Linked DNA regions of Mus musculus: all the other regions are linked to region 1. The links are chromatin contacts, called in public promoter capture Hi-C maps. All regions are on one chromosome and are shown on one strand. The core of a region is the stretch at or near the end of the contact, and the rest is flanking DNA. Distances in the headings are between cores, read along the strand shown.

Region 1 (4,497 bases), core at 1,966-4,465:
GAGCAAAGTCACTGAAGTTCCCTAGCGCGCTCGACCACCGCATCGCCTACCTAACCTTGCCCTCAACCGGCCTCAGCCTAATCACTAGGAAGACGTAAGATCTCAGCAGCACCATGGAGATGGTCACAACCAGCACTCTAGGAACAGGAGATAGCAGGGCAGATAAAGGTGTGGGCCAACCCTGACAACCCCAGGAAGGATCGCATGGTGGAAAGAGAATGGCTCCTTCCAACTGCCTCTGATCTGCACAGGCTGTTGTGCTTCCTCCTATCATGGCCGCCTCCCCTACAAAATACCCCAATCTTAGGCAGGTAATCTGCACCCCCAAAAGAATGACAACTAAACATCATCAAAGTGCAGCCACACTCTCTAGTTTCTCTTCTTCTTTTTCCGTTGAGACAATGTTTCTCTCTGTGCAGCCCTGGCAGCACTGGAACGTGCTCTGTAGACCACACTGGCCTCAAAAACCCTCGAATATCTATCTGATTCTGCCTCTGTTTCAGAGCACTAAGATCAAGGGTGTAAGCCACATCCAATGAGAGCTGTTTTAATATACTTTAAAGAGATTCACGTTTAGTACTACCAAGAGAAGGCACAGTAAGCTACCTCCTTTCACTTGTTGCTAAAACAAGATCTTACTTTGTTACCAGGGCTGGCCTCCCAACCCTAGATTACAGACTGTCAACAACATGGCTAGTTCTGAATTCTCTGTATCCCTCAGAGTTCTCTTCCTATCCTTCCCCATCCTAGGATCTGAGACAATACAATAAAGACTCTTGTATGGCAAGATGGCCTCAAACTAAATGCCAGTTTGGGACACAAAGTGAATTCCATGACACACTGGGATAGTGTGGGGAAATTTAAAACAAAAAGCAACAGCAAAAGCTTACACCTAAAGTAGGATGGTGGTCTGCAATCTCGGCCACTCCAAGGGCAGGAAGATAACAAGTTTAAGGTCGTTCTGTGCTTCAGCTCCTGATCACCTAGGCTACAGGAGACCTGCCCACAAATAGGACTTCCATCTTTTCTCATTTACAGAAGATTGCCGAGCCGAACAACAGGTAGTCAGGAAGATCTTAGCACTCTGTATAACCCGTTTCAGACCCATGGTTTCTGTCAGAAATAAAACTGTGATGATGTCTTTAAAAAAAAAAAATTCCACTTTTTTCCCCCTAAAAATGTCTGTACTCCAGCAAGCCCAGTATGTATAACGCACAAAGCACTCATGTTTTCATAAATCTGGGCTCCAGGAACAACGGTGCTCCCCCAAATTTTGCCCTGCTGTTCCATGTCTTCCTGCCAAGAATATTCTCCCTCCAATTAACCTTTCTCAACTACCAGACCTACGACCTCGGTCTTCCATGACAGTGGAAAAGCTGGAGCTCTCAACCAGGAGGCCAACCTAACTTTATCCCTTTTGGCTTGAGTATTAGTCTTTAAAATGTTTTGGTTTGTTTTTTTAAAAAAAACAAGATTTTATTTAATATACAAGTTCACGGTGGCTGTCTTCAGATACACCAGAAGAGGGCATCGAATCTCATTACAGATGGTCGTGAGCCACCATGGATGTGGTTGCTGGGAATTGAACTCAGGACCTCCGGAAGAGCTCTTAATCGCTGAGCCATCTCTTCAGTCCTGAGTACTAGTTTTTATATTCCCCAGTAATAATAATAATAATAATAGAGAAAGAAACTAGAAAACGTTGAGTTTGCCACTAAAAACAAAACAAAAATCAAACAAACAAAAAAATCCATAAGAAAACTCAAATTACGGAGTGCTTAGGGAAGAACTAAGCTTTCCTGAGCTCGGTATCCACCCATTCTATTTCAGAAATTGTAATTAAGATCTTCCGGCATCTTCCCTTACTATCAAAACGCCCTCGTCCTTTTCAACTGTAAATGAGAAGACAGAAATTAAGACTTTCACTGAATTCTAACTCCACATAACAGATGCTCTGAGATATGATATACTGGTATTTACACACACTCCCAAGTCAAAAAAACAGCAATTGTTAAAGGATGATACTTTTCTGGGCTACAAGTGAGTCTTAAGAGGTGAAGGAGGCTTACAGGCTAACAAAAATAAATAAATAAAAATAAAAACAAAACAATTTCCTAAGCCTGAAGGAATCTGTAATATAATAAGCTGACTGCGCTCCTTCACGGGTAAAAACGTGCCTGTGAGGGCTGATTTTTTTTCCCCTTACAAGGATAGGGGCGGGGGATGGGAGCGCTGCACAAATTTCAACTGAAAGCAGGCATCTCTGCGGACTAAGATCCCAAGGTACAAAGAAGTGAAGCCCACAGCCGGACCACAGGCTCCTTCCTTGCCACCGCCTCCTCCTCCGACAAATCTGTGTGGCTCTAAGCCAGAGGAGGGTGGGGTCAGGCTCCTCCATAGCCCGGAGTCGCCGAAGCCGTGACATAGCGGAGGGTAAAGAAGTGTGCCCACCGTCTGTCTCCTCCCCGTAACCCCGTGTGAGCAATGACGGACGCCTCCCGTCCTGGGGGCGGGGAACTGCGGGAAAAGTCACCAGCACGCCCCTCCCGGGGACGGAGGCTGAACACCTACGCGGGACTGGAAGGCCAACTCACCTTCCACGACACCGCACAGGAACCTGCGGGCCCCTCCGGCCGCCCCGACCACGGCCGCAGCCCCGGCTCCCGATGGGTTATCTTCTCCGGGGGCGGGAGCTACCGACTGCTCCAACGAAGCCCCCGAGGCGGCGGCAGGGTTGGCGTTGCGCTCGCTCTCCCGCTCCTCCAGCGCCGCCTGGCTCTCCTTCTGCACCATCCTCCTGCCGCCGGCCACCGCTCCCCTTCGGCCTCGGTCCGTTGGGCCAAAGGCCCGGAGCCCTGCAAAGGGGCCGCGGCTCCGAACGCGCGCCTCCGGGGCTCCTTCCCCTCCCCCTCCGCCCTTCCCCCTTCCTCTCGGCGGGGGCCCGGAGTGCCCGGATGAGAAGGGCGGCGGCACCGGCTCGAGCCCTTTGTCAGCCGCTGCCTCGCCCCGCGCTGGGAGCCGGGAGCCTAAGCGGAGGGCGAGGCAGCCGCCGCGTCTCCACGGAAGGAGGACCGAGGAGGCGCCTTCGCTCGTCCTCCACGCCCGCCGCCCTCCGGACAGCCCGGCGTCTCCGGCTCTCTTCCCCCACCGGAGTCCCTAAGCAGCTCCTGCCGCTGCCTCTGCCGCCCGCTTCCTGTTTATCCGCACTGCGCCTGCGCTACAGACCGGCTCAGACCGGTCCCCAGCCCGGCTCCCCCGCCTTTCCTTGGGATAAGCCCATTGCGCTTTATTTGCTAGGGGAGAAAAAGGACAAAGGGCGCCGTGAACACCGCGGAGGTGTGCGGCGGTGGGACGTACCATTTTGGCTCGCCACCCTCCGGGATGAGCGCCACACTCTGGGTCGGACCATTACCCCACCCGGAGGAGGGGAACATGGGAGAATGCGGCCGGCCGGGGAGTTTGGGAGGAAGGGGGGGGGGGGGGGCGGAAAGGAGGTGTTTACCCTCTCAATGCGCAGGCGCCGGGACGATACTTCTAGTTCTTAAAGTGGTAGGAGACACTGACCTACTTTGGAGATTGTTGTACCAGTTTGGCTCATCGGGGCTGCCTGACCCACGTCTGCTTCTGTGAAGACACCATGCCAAGGAGCTCAGCTCACGCCTCTGTCCTGACTCATTGTTTCTTCTATCCTGTCTTCGGAGTTAACCGTGTTTTAAATTGAGCAGTCAACTGTTTTATTGAGTTTGCCTCATCCTGGGCTGTTGGGACCATTATGACCTCATAATATGGTTAAAACCTGCTGTTACGTCTCTGCCTGATTGAGCCCTACGTTTGTTTTGGGAGAGGCTGTGGTATGAAATTCACCAGACTACGTATGGAGAAGAAAGACTGCATTCCAAGCACAGGGAAAACAAACGTCTAATAAAAGTAGAAGAGAGTGGAAGGCGAGTTTGTTATGGCGATGGAGAGTGTGCGGTGTGCGTAAGGGACATGACCCTTTTAGCCTTAGCATCAGCATTTCCAAGGAAACCCTGCCTCTAAGGGCTTGCCTCCTGTACTCTAAGGGCTTGCCTCAGAGTACACTTGACATTTTGGTTCCTTAAGGGATCTGCCAGCCAGGCGATGGTGGCGCACCTTTAATCCCAGCGCTTGGGAGGCAGAGGCAGGCGGATTTCTGAGTTCCAGGCCAGCCTGGTCTACAAAGTGAGTTCCAGGATAGCCAGGGCTATACAGAGAAACCCTGTCTCAAAAAGACTAAAAAAAAAAAAAAAAAAAAAAAATCTGCCCTGTTTGGGAACAAACCTCTCATGTTCAATGTTAAGAAAGTAGTCAAACTATTGCATATGCCAGAAAGATTTTGCTGAAGGAACCCTGTTATAGCTGTCTCTTGTATGAGGCTATGCCAGTGCCTGGCAAATACAGAAGTGGATGCTTACAGTCTATAAAATGGAACACAGGGCCCCCAATGGAGAAGCTAGAGAAAGCACCCAAGGAGCT
Region 2 (4,245 bases), core at 1,253-3,752, 1.3 Mb after region 1:
GAGTAGGGAGCCATAAGGAGTGGGGTGGAGTGGAATGAAAGCTGCAGTAGTGACATCGTACTTGCTAACACTCAGCAAGTCACAGCAGATTCAAAACCATTCAGTTTTCTAAGTATGATGGCCTATCTACCACAGCTGAGCCACAGATTCCAGGAGCAACTTGAACTAGCTGGTCAAGGTCCAGGCAAGATTGGCAGACTGGTTAGCTTCTAAATGGGAGTAGGAGAAAACATAAGGGTATTGTTGCTATGGAAGCCAGCACACCCTTCTATTAACTATTCAAAGGTTTCAGATGCATTCATGCAACAAAATTTGAGACCTTAATTTTGAATACTTTCATAATGGTTACTGGAACAATGAAGAAAATCTAAATTTCCCTGGGTCTCTTTCACAGATCTTGGCCAATCTAGCCAAAGCAGGAAAATCACTATTAACAACCAAACCCTTCATAGTTCCAGCTCCCCTTCACTACACTCCCAAAGCATTCTTCTCCATTTACTTCATGATACATTCTTTAAAGTTATGAAGTAGGTTCTCATGAGAAACCCTCCGGAAAACTAAGACTCCTTGTCGTTGCCAGCTCATCAACCTTCTCAACTCTTTAAGTGATTGATACCTTTCACCGTTAGGAGGAGATTTGGTCATAATTGGTTAATATTGAGATGCTTAAATTTCATTCTATAGAATACTGCAAGAAGGATGATGTATTCCAAAGACAACTCATTCTGACTGCAGAACAAAGGGAAGGTACGGGAACTGGGGTTTTAAAGGAAGCTTAGATTTCCATCTAAGTGGTGTCGATGGTGATGTCTTTGCCGTCACTGTCATGGAGAGACAGGATTAATTCACTCTGTAGACCTAAGCTGGCCTTGCGTTCTGGGAGTAAATGTGTGTGGCACCACCACATGGCAAGCAAAGGTGATATTAAGGCTTAAAGCACCTTCCAACAAACTGCATATTGTTTTAGGACAATGACCTTTTTTAACAGTTAATATTGTTAACAATGCCCTGTATGGAATTTTTATTTTATTTTATTTATCTCAGTCTGTAGCCCCAGATGCCTGTACTCACTACATAGATTAGGCTGGCCTTGAAATTACAGAGATCTGCCCAACAGTGTTGGGACTAGAGGGACAAGCCATTCACACCTGGCAATAGGAACAAATAAAACTAAAATGTCCTGTCCTTGCAGTCATGTGCAAGCTTAGAGCCATTTGGTAGTGGAAAAAAATCACCAAAGACTAATAATTGTGAGCCTGTGAGTTAGTATTTTTTAAAAAAATGTACTACTGTTGAACAGCAGCCTGCTACAAAGTCTAAGCTGACAGGTTTTGCTTCTGTTTCTAAATAATCCAATAACTACTATTAAATACCACCAGCCTTTCCATGTGAAATGGGCATTTCATTAAAGTCTTGGGGTGAGCAGCTGCCCTTGCTTTGTAACAGGCTCCTGGATACAGCTATTCCCGTCTTATGGGCACCTATCTGGAGTAGTGCCATCACCAGGTATAAGGAAGATGAAAGTCAAAGGACCACAAGCAGCAAACAGCCTCTGTGGAAACCCTTGCACTGATCAAACACGGCAGTGACTCTCAACCTTCCTAATGCTGCGACCTTCCTTCTGTTGTGGTGAAACCTCTCTTCCCCCTCCCCCAATAAAATTATTCCGTTGCTCCTTCACAGCTGTAATTTTGCTACGGCTAGGAGTCTCGTAATGTAAATAAATATTTTTGGAGATAGAGGCTTGTCAAAGCGATCATGATCCACAGGTTCAGAACCGCTGGGATACAAAATCTAATCCGTTTTTAGAGCCCAGGCCTGGAGAACCGCAGGGCCATTCCACGTTTACTCTGGTTTTGACAAAGGCCACGGCGCAGGTAAAGGAGACCTGGTTTCCCGATCGCAGCTCGGAGGAAACAAATCGCTATGGCCATAGAGGCCAAGACACACGAACTCTGCCAGAGATGGGGTCAAAATCCAGAGTCCTCTCTCAACATCCACTGGATGGATGACCTTGGGGAGCTCCCCTCTCGACCGGCCTCACTCCCAATCCACACTGGGAAGTGGGGCATAAGGCTCTCCGCTAACCGTGCGAGCCCTGGGGCGCTCGTCACTCGCGGTGCTGAGGCTTCCTAGATCCGCCATGGGGCCCTGACCCTCATTTTCTCCAGCGCCTTTCCCATTCCCCAGCGTCTCCCCGCAAAAAGAAAACCTCGCGCTGTTCCGGGGCTGGAAAAACGGCCAGACTCTAGTCGGCCCTACAAAGCTCAATCACCGGACCGAGCAGCCAAGAGCGCTTTCTCACCCACCTTCGTCCGAACCCCAAACTCGGCGGCCGATGTCCTTCAACAAACCTAGCGACGAGCTCGGCCCGACCGGAAGACGCCCCCTCCCCGCACGCGACCGACAGGCCGCGACGACTCGGCCCTCGGCGTGGATTGGCTATAAACGCCAAGTCCCGCCCTTCTACTTCCCGTTTCAGCCGGCGTCAGACCCGACGTCAGAACGGAAGTAGCCCTGGTCTTACCTACGCTCGTGGACGAGTCGCGTGGAGCTGTCGGCTCCCTGTTCTGCGCGTGCGATTGCGTTGAGACGCTCCGTGAGGTATGCGGCGGTGGGAGCCTTGGGGCTGATGACACGGGAGCTTCGGCGTGGAGGGAGGAGACTTCATGCCTGTCACCTCGGCTTCCTGGCCTGGGTCTCCGGGTTTCGTGCTAAGCACAGTTGGCTTGGGATGGGAGGTCTTATTCCCTCAATCCCCTCGGAGCTAGCAGTTCATGCAAGCCATGCTGTCCTCTGCAGGTACCTTAAGTGCCTTCTCTACGTGATCGCCAGACTGTTTGGTGCCTCGGTCTCATCGGGTCTATAATGGGAACTATAGAGTCCCAGCGAAGTAGACCTTGTGAGCTATACTGTTTCTACGAAGCATGCACCCATAACAGAACAAACCTTACATTTTTCGTTCGTCGTCCCTTTCACAGTCTCACTCGGCTACTAAAGTTTTCTTCCTAGGTATCCCAGAACCAACCAGGCTGCCCTGCGTCTTCATTTATACCTCGTCTTGGTTCTCATGGTTTCCCTGATGTGCATCGTTTAAATCCTTACACTGGCTTTCACTTCTGTCCAATCTGTAGACTGAGGAATATTCTCCATTATTTTGTCACGTTCCCCATGGCTCTGAAGTACCAAGTAAACGCAAACTATTAATTTTTTAAGTATCTTTCACCAAAGAGCCAAATTATTTTCTAAAATATAAGTTGTTACCATGCTTTATTTTCCCTGTAGCTTAATTGAATAATTCAGCTTTTTAGAAAGCCTTTGAAGAGTTGTTTGACAGGCAACTGGTTGGTGTATTTTGAGAAATAAACTTTTTCTTTCTTTCTTTCTTTCTTTTTTTTTTTTTTTTTTTGAGACATAGTTTCTCTGTATAGCTCTGGCTGTCCTGGAACTCACTTTGTAGACCAGGCTGGCCTCGAACTCAGAAATCCGCCTGCCTCTGCCTCCCAAAGTGCTGGGATTAAAGGCATGTGTCATCACGCCTGGCAAACTTTTTCTTGTTTCTCTGTTGTTGTTGTTGTTGTTGTTGTTTTTAGCATTGTCTACCATCATATTTCTATTTACTATTATTATAGTTATTTTTGAGACAGGGTCTCATTATGGAGTCCTGTCTTGTCTGAAACTCACAGAGATAGGCCTTCCTCTGCCTCCCAAGTGCTGGAGTTAAAGGCATGGACCACCAGACCCGGTTCTTTATTTATTTAATGTACAGCTCAAAAGCATCATTCTTATGAAGTGTTCATCTTTACAGAATCCTGCCACTTCTCTTTTGTTTATGCATTATAATCTGACTTGTATCTTAAATTACTTTTTTCCCCCCTGAGACAGGGTTTCTCTGTATAGCCCTGGCTGTCCTGGAACTCACTCTGTAGACCAGGCTGGCCTTGAACTCAAAATCCGCCTGCCTCTGCCTCCCAAGTGCTGGGATTAAAGGCGTGCGCCACCACTGCCCGGCTTACCTTAATTTACCTACATTTTGTTTTCTAAATAATGTATGTTTGGCGGTATGGAATTATATATATATACACACACCTCACATAATTACAATGATTAACACTAAATGAACATTTGCTACATAGAATGCATTTCCTGGAAGATCGTGCACAGTGTATAGTTTGTGGTTTTGAGGTAGACAATATTGGAAAGATGAAAAAAATGGGAGCCTGACATGCCTTTTTTTTTTTTTTT
Region 3 (4,443 bases), core at 609-3,108, 1.7 Mb before region 1:
GTCTCCTAAGCGCAAGGTACACCCACGGTGAGACACAGCCTCTCCCTGCTGTCTTTGGGTCAAGGATATAGAATTCACAGCTACTTCTTCAGTGCCTCGTCTGCCTGCGTGCCACCATGTCCCACCAAGTGAGAACTGACTAAACCTCTGAAACCAGCCCCAACTAAACGTTTTGCTTTATAAAAGCTGCCTTGGTCATGGTATCTCTTCACAGCAATAAAACCCTAAGACATCTTTCAGTGCCTAGGGTATCAAACTGTACTTAATGTTTATTTCTGAGACAGGGCCTTCTTATGTAACTGACACCGGCCTTGAGCACGATATGAAAGCCACCCAGTCAGGTCTCAAACTCCAAATCCTCCTGCCTCAGAACCCTTGATACTAGGATTACAAGAGGATGCCACCATGCCCACCCCCTCTCTGAAACGGAAAGCTCCTTCAGAGTAGAACATATTATTCTTGTTGATTTGGGTACCATCAGCGCCTGATATAGCAATCAACTAAATCATTTCATGTCCTGTAATTGGCTTACTGTTTTTCTAATTAAAACGTATTCCTCATATATGATGTTCCAGAACACCATTTTTATCTTACTGCTCCTTTTATAAAAGTCCAAGTAATGAGGGTTGCCATAACTTGACAGTGGAGAGCTATCAGCGGAATTACAGTACCTATCTTGTACTTCCTAACGTCTCTGTTACCATCTGACTCAACTCTCAAGCAGGCCCAGAATGTATGTATATTCTTCTAAATATTTTACAGTCAACAAATCCTATACTACAATGATTGGTGTTCAAGATCTATTCCTTACACCCTTCAGGAAAGCAAAACCCTCACTAATAATGCACTGGCTTGTATTGATATGATTTTTTTTTCCGGAGAAAAGATGCGTTTTACTGACTTTTCAAAAGACCCACAACTCAAACATGATTAACTAGGGCTGAGGCTGTAACCCAACGGTAGACCATTTGCCTAGCATGTGCAAGGTCCTGTGTTCCACCCCGAACATTAACAACAACACGTTAAAGTAAGAAAAGTGACTGTTAGTTTGAAAACCTTTTAAGGACAGGAATAACTGCTGTTGTAACGGTTACATGTTCTTCGATAAATCAAAACAAATTTCCTGAGCCTGATCTTAGCTGTCTTCTGCAGAACAAACCCCTCTATTTTCTTTCCTCCGAAGCAAGGATCGATTTCATCATCTTACCCTCACCCTGGTTTTTACCTGAAACGCTCCAATTCCAAAGTCTGTCAATGTTTCCCAAGGGTCAACTCTGGACACACCCGTAAGGTTTCTCGTCTAGTCCAGTCTCCAGTGGATCACACCGCTCGCTCCCGAGGGAGTGTGAGCAGGCACACGGAGACACACACAACACACATACACAAAACACACAACACGCATCGGCACTCGACTTTGTACAGACTCCTCATCACCACACACAGCTGCAACAGCTGCCTGTCACTCACTGCCCGGGGACCTCCGACACACCTGGACCGCGGCCACCCAGGCTCACAAGCGCAGGATGCTCCATCGCTCGCCCTCGCTCACTGCCCCAGCCCCCAGCCCCGTCCAGGGTCGCGACCACCACTCCTCCCACCTTGACTGACAGCTCGGGTCCCAGGGACGCCCAGACAGAGCCCGCGCCACGGCTCCCGCCCCCCGCCTCACCCGGTGCTGGTACAGACTGACGTTCCCGAAACCGCCGGTGCCAAGCCGTTCCCGCATCTCCCAGGGGCCGCCCGCGCCCGGCCGCAGCCCCGGGGGCCGCTCCATGGGGCGGGAGCGCCAGCCGCCTCAGGCAACGCCGCCGGTCTAAGGCCGGTTCCGGGCCGCCGAGGCTTGCGGAGTCCTCCGTCTCGCGAGACTGCGTCACTTCCGCTAGCTTCCGCATGCAGAGTCCCGCCCCGAGCTCCTGGAATCACCCTGGGATTGGTGCTGCCGGAAACTGGGCACCAGCGGCTTGCCCTGGGCAACTTCCAACCTGCGAGGACCATCGTGCGTGCGGTTCCTATTTATTTTATTTTTGTTTGTATAGATATTTTTTAATTAGTTCTTTGAAGGTTTCATACAACGTGTTTTTATTTAAAATAGATCTCTCTCCAAACTCTAAAATCCACATTGTCCCTACCTCATTCACATTTCATCTTTTTGAGAGCCCTGCCCTCTGCCCCTCGAATCCTACCACACTCGCCGGTCGGCACCGGTTAAGGCCACCATAAGTATTAAAGAAAACTGCGCTAACCGCCCTGTTGATTCATTAGCCTTGTAAATCAGAATCTCTCCATAATCCCAAACCAACCAAGGATGTGACTTATTCCAGAGTGAAAACTCTTCTTCGCGACTTCGTGAGTCTCCCTACCGACCTTACTGTTTATCAGCCTTGTTCTCTCCGACTTGAGTTGGAATTGTTTCTGAGGTGCACCACAGGGCTATAAAGACAAGCCTGGAGGAGCTCTCGGTCCAGAGAGGCATACTTCTGAGTGGTGGGCTGCACAGGGAAAGCCAACCCACCTAGCCATTTGAGTGGGTTATCCACTTCATGGACTCTAGGTGTCCTGTTCTGAGACAGGATCTCAATACAGTCCAGCCTGGACTAGAACGTATTTCTCCGTCTTTCCAAGACTGGGATTACAAGCTTGTACCGGGCTGAAGCTAGCGATGCTAATAACTCAAAAGTGTAAGAGTCAGCATAAAATCAAATTCTCAACGTCAGCATGCAATTCGATGTTGTGGGTCACTAATAGTGAGTGGTATTCGATAAACTGGTTTCTATTATTTTCATATCTTTCATGGAATTGGAATATTAAACTTGAAGGTAATAGAAATGAGGCTCTGAGAGAGCATCTTTAGAGCAGAGGAGACGGTCATGTAACAGGATGAAACCTCATTTGCTGTGTATGGTAGAGCCAGGAGTGACAGGTGGGATGCAGTTTCATAATTTGTACTCGAGGGATGCTGAAAACTCCAGCCAAGATAATTCTGTCTAAATTACTCAAACTGGTTTCTACAGTGAGTTTGCTTTTTAAATATTCTATAATTAAAATGCAACTCAAGGTTTATTGCTATAGCCCTGTTTGACTTGGAACTCATTATGTAGACCAGGCTGGCCTTAAAACTCACTGGTCTGCCTGCAGAATGCTAAGATTAAAGACCTGGCCTTTTAATTTTTTTAACTGTAAAATGGTTCCTGTCAGGCTCCACAATCTTCAGGTTTCCAAGACTGTTTTAGTTTTTTTGTTGTTCAGAAACAAAATGGAGGTCAGGAGATTTTTATGAGAACAAAGTGAAACTGTTCGTGGTCTATACAGGAACAATGACCAATTCCTGTCTTCTGGCTTCCAGCTTGCAGCGTCCTCCTGTGCTCACACTGCTGTTTCTCCCTGTGCTGCTCCTTAAATCATAGTCATATTTAAGGTGGAACTGACTGTGTTTGCATAGAATCTCTTGTGCAGTGTATGGCAGAGTCACCTGTCAATAAAAACCCTATGGCCAATGAGCTGAGGCAGGACTAGGAGGTGGGACATCCAGCAGAGAGGGAAAAGGGTGCTGGGGTCAGGGGGAGCAGGGGAGGTATGAATGAAAGAATTCTGGGAAATAGTCAGGGGGGAAAGATTGGCCCTGAAGCTGAAGGAGAGGGAGCCAGCCACTTGGCAGGCCTTAGGATAAACTGGTGATTAAGTTATGAGCCAGCTGGGGAACCAGCCAAAGCTTTTGGCCTCAGAATTTATTCATGAAATATTAAGAAGTCTCAGAGGCCCTACTTTGGGGAACAAAGAGGCCAGGTGGAAAAGCTCTAGGTTATAGCATTTGCCCTTTTTATTTTGTAAGTTCACTCTGGTCCATACCCTGGCTGTTCCCGAAGCCCAATCACCAACCTAGATCTGCATGAGTTTGAGAATTATCTACCTGCACTCTGGACACAGCTGTGAGATAACTCAGGTGTCTTACACACATGAAACATTGAAAATGCACTCAAAGCCCTAGCCCCAATCCTGTTCTGCATGAGTCTTAGAAGAAGCGTCTAATGGCATTCTGGACACGTGTACTGGGTAACTCCGGTATTTTAAACATCTAACACAACACATTCAAATTAAACTCAACTCATGCCCTTAATCTGCCACTTCCTTTTGAAATTAGACTCTAAACTCTGTACCAAGGGCAGCACACTGGGGCACTCACAAGCTATACTCCTGGATCTCAGAGTATGTCCTAGCACAGCAGAGTTAACTATCTAAAAGACAGAATGGACTCTTTCATGTGAGGAAGATGCTGTAGGAAAGCAGTAGCAAAGGCGGGGCTTGGTGCCCTTCCCCTGACCGAAAGGAGCCGGGGATAGAACTCTGATCTCTACCGCACACACAATCTCATTTCAGTGGCCATAAGCAACATAAGACATCTGTCAGCCTTAGAAAAGTGTTCCCTTTTCTATTATTTACAAGATT

The links. Promoter capture Hi-C pulls out the DNA fragments that hold promoters and counts their contacts.
Region 2: a promoter capture Hi-C map of liver shows a contact between it and region 1, with 2.5 times the contacts expected there. The contact joins the promoter of Pdcd11 here to the promoter of Oga in region 1. A contact is called at or near these places in 4 of 39 promoter capture datasets (erythroid cells, liver and pre-B cells), 3 of 115 datasets of contacts at active chromatin or transcription factors (double positive thymocytes, embryonic stem cells and thymic regulatory T cells) and 2 of 9 other capture datasets (adipose tissue and liver).
Region 3: a contact with region 1 is called in a promoter capture Hi-C map of liver, with 3 times the contacts expected there. The contact joins the promoter of Chuk here to the promoter of Oga in region 1. A contact is called at or near these places in 5 of 39 promoter capture datasets (the 3T3-L1 cell line, hippocampal neurons, liver and 1 more).

The regions. Positions count from the first base shown.
Region 1 is chr19:45,780,338-45,784,834 of GRCm38.p6, forward strand. It overlaps Oga (O-GlcNAcase), which reads right to left and starts at 3,216. Exons shown (of 16, transcript NM_023799.4): 1 at 2,595-3,216. The coding sequence starts at 2,793.
Region 2 is chr19:47,088,264-47,092,508 of GRCm38.p6, forward strand. Pdcd11 (programmed cell death 11) reads left to right here and starts at 2,503. Exons shown (of 36, transcript NM_011053.2): 1 at 2,503-2,604. Atp5md (ATP synthase membrane subunit DAPIT) reads right to left here and starts at 2,384. Exons shown (of 4, transcript NM_023211.5): 1 at 2,310-2,384.
Region 3 is chr19:44,105,619-44,110,061 of GRCm38.p6, forward strand. Chuk (conserved helix-loop-helix ubiquitous kinase) reads right to left here and starts at 1,859. Exons shown (of 21, transcript NM_007700.2): 1 at 1,670-1,859. The coding sequence starts at 1,774. Cwf19l1 (CWF19-like 1, cell cycle control (S. pombe)) reads right to left here. Exons shown (of 14, transcript NM_001081077.1): 14 at 3,019-4,443.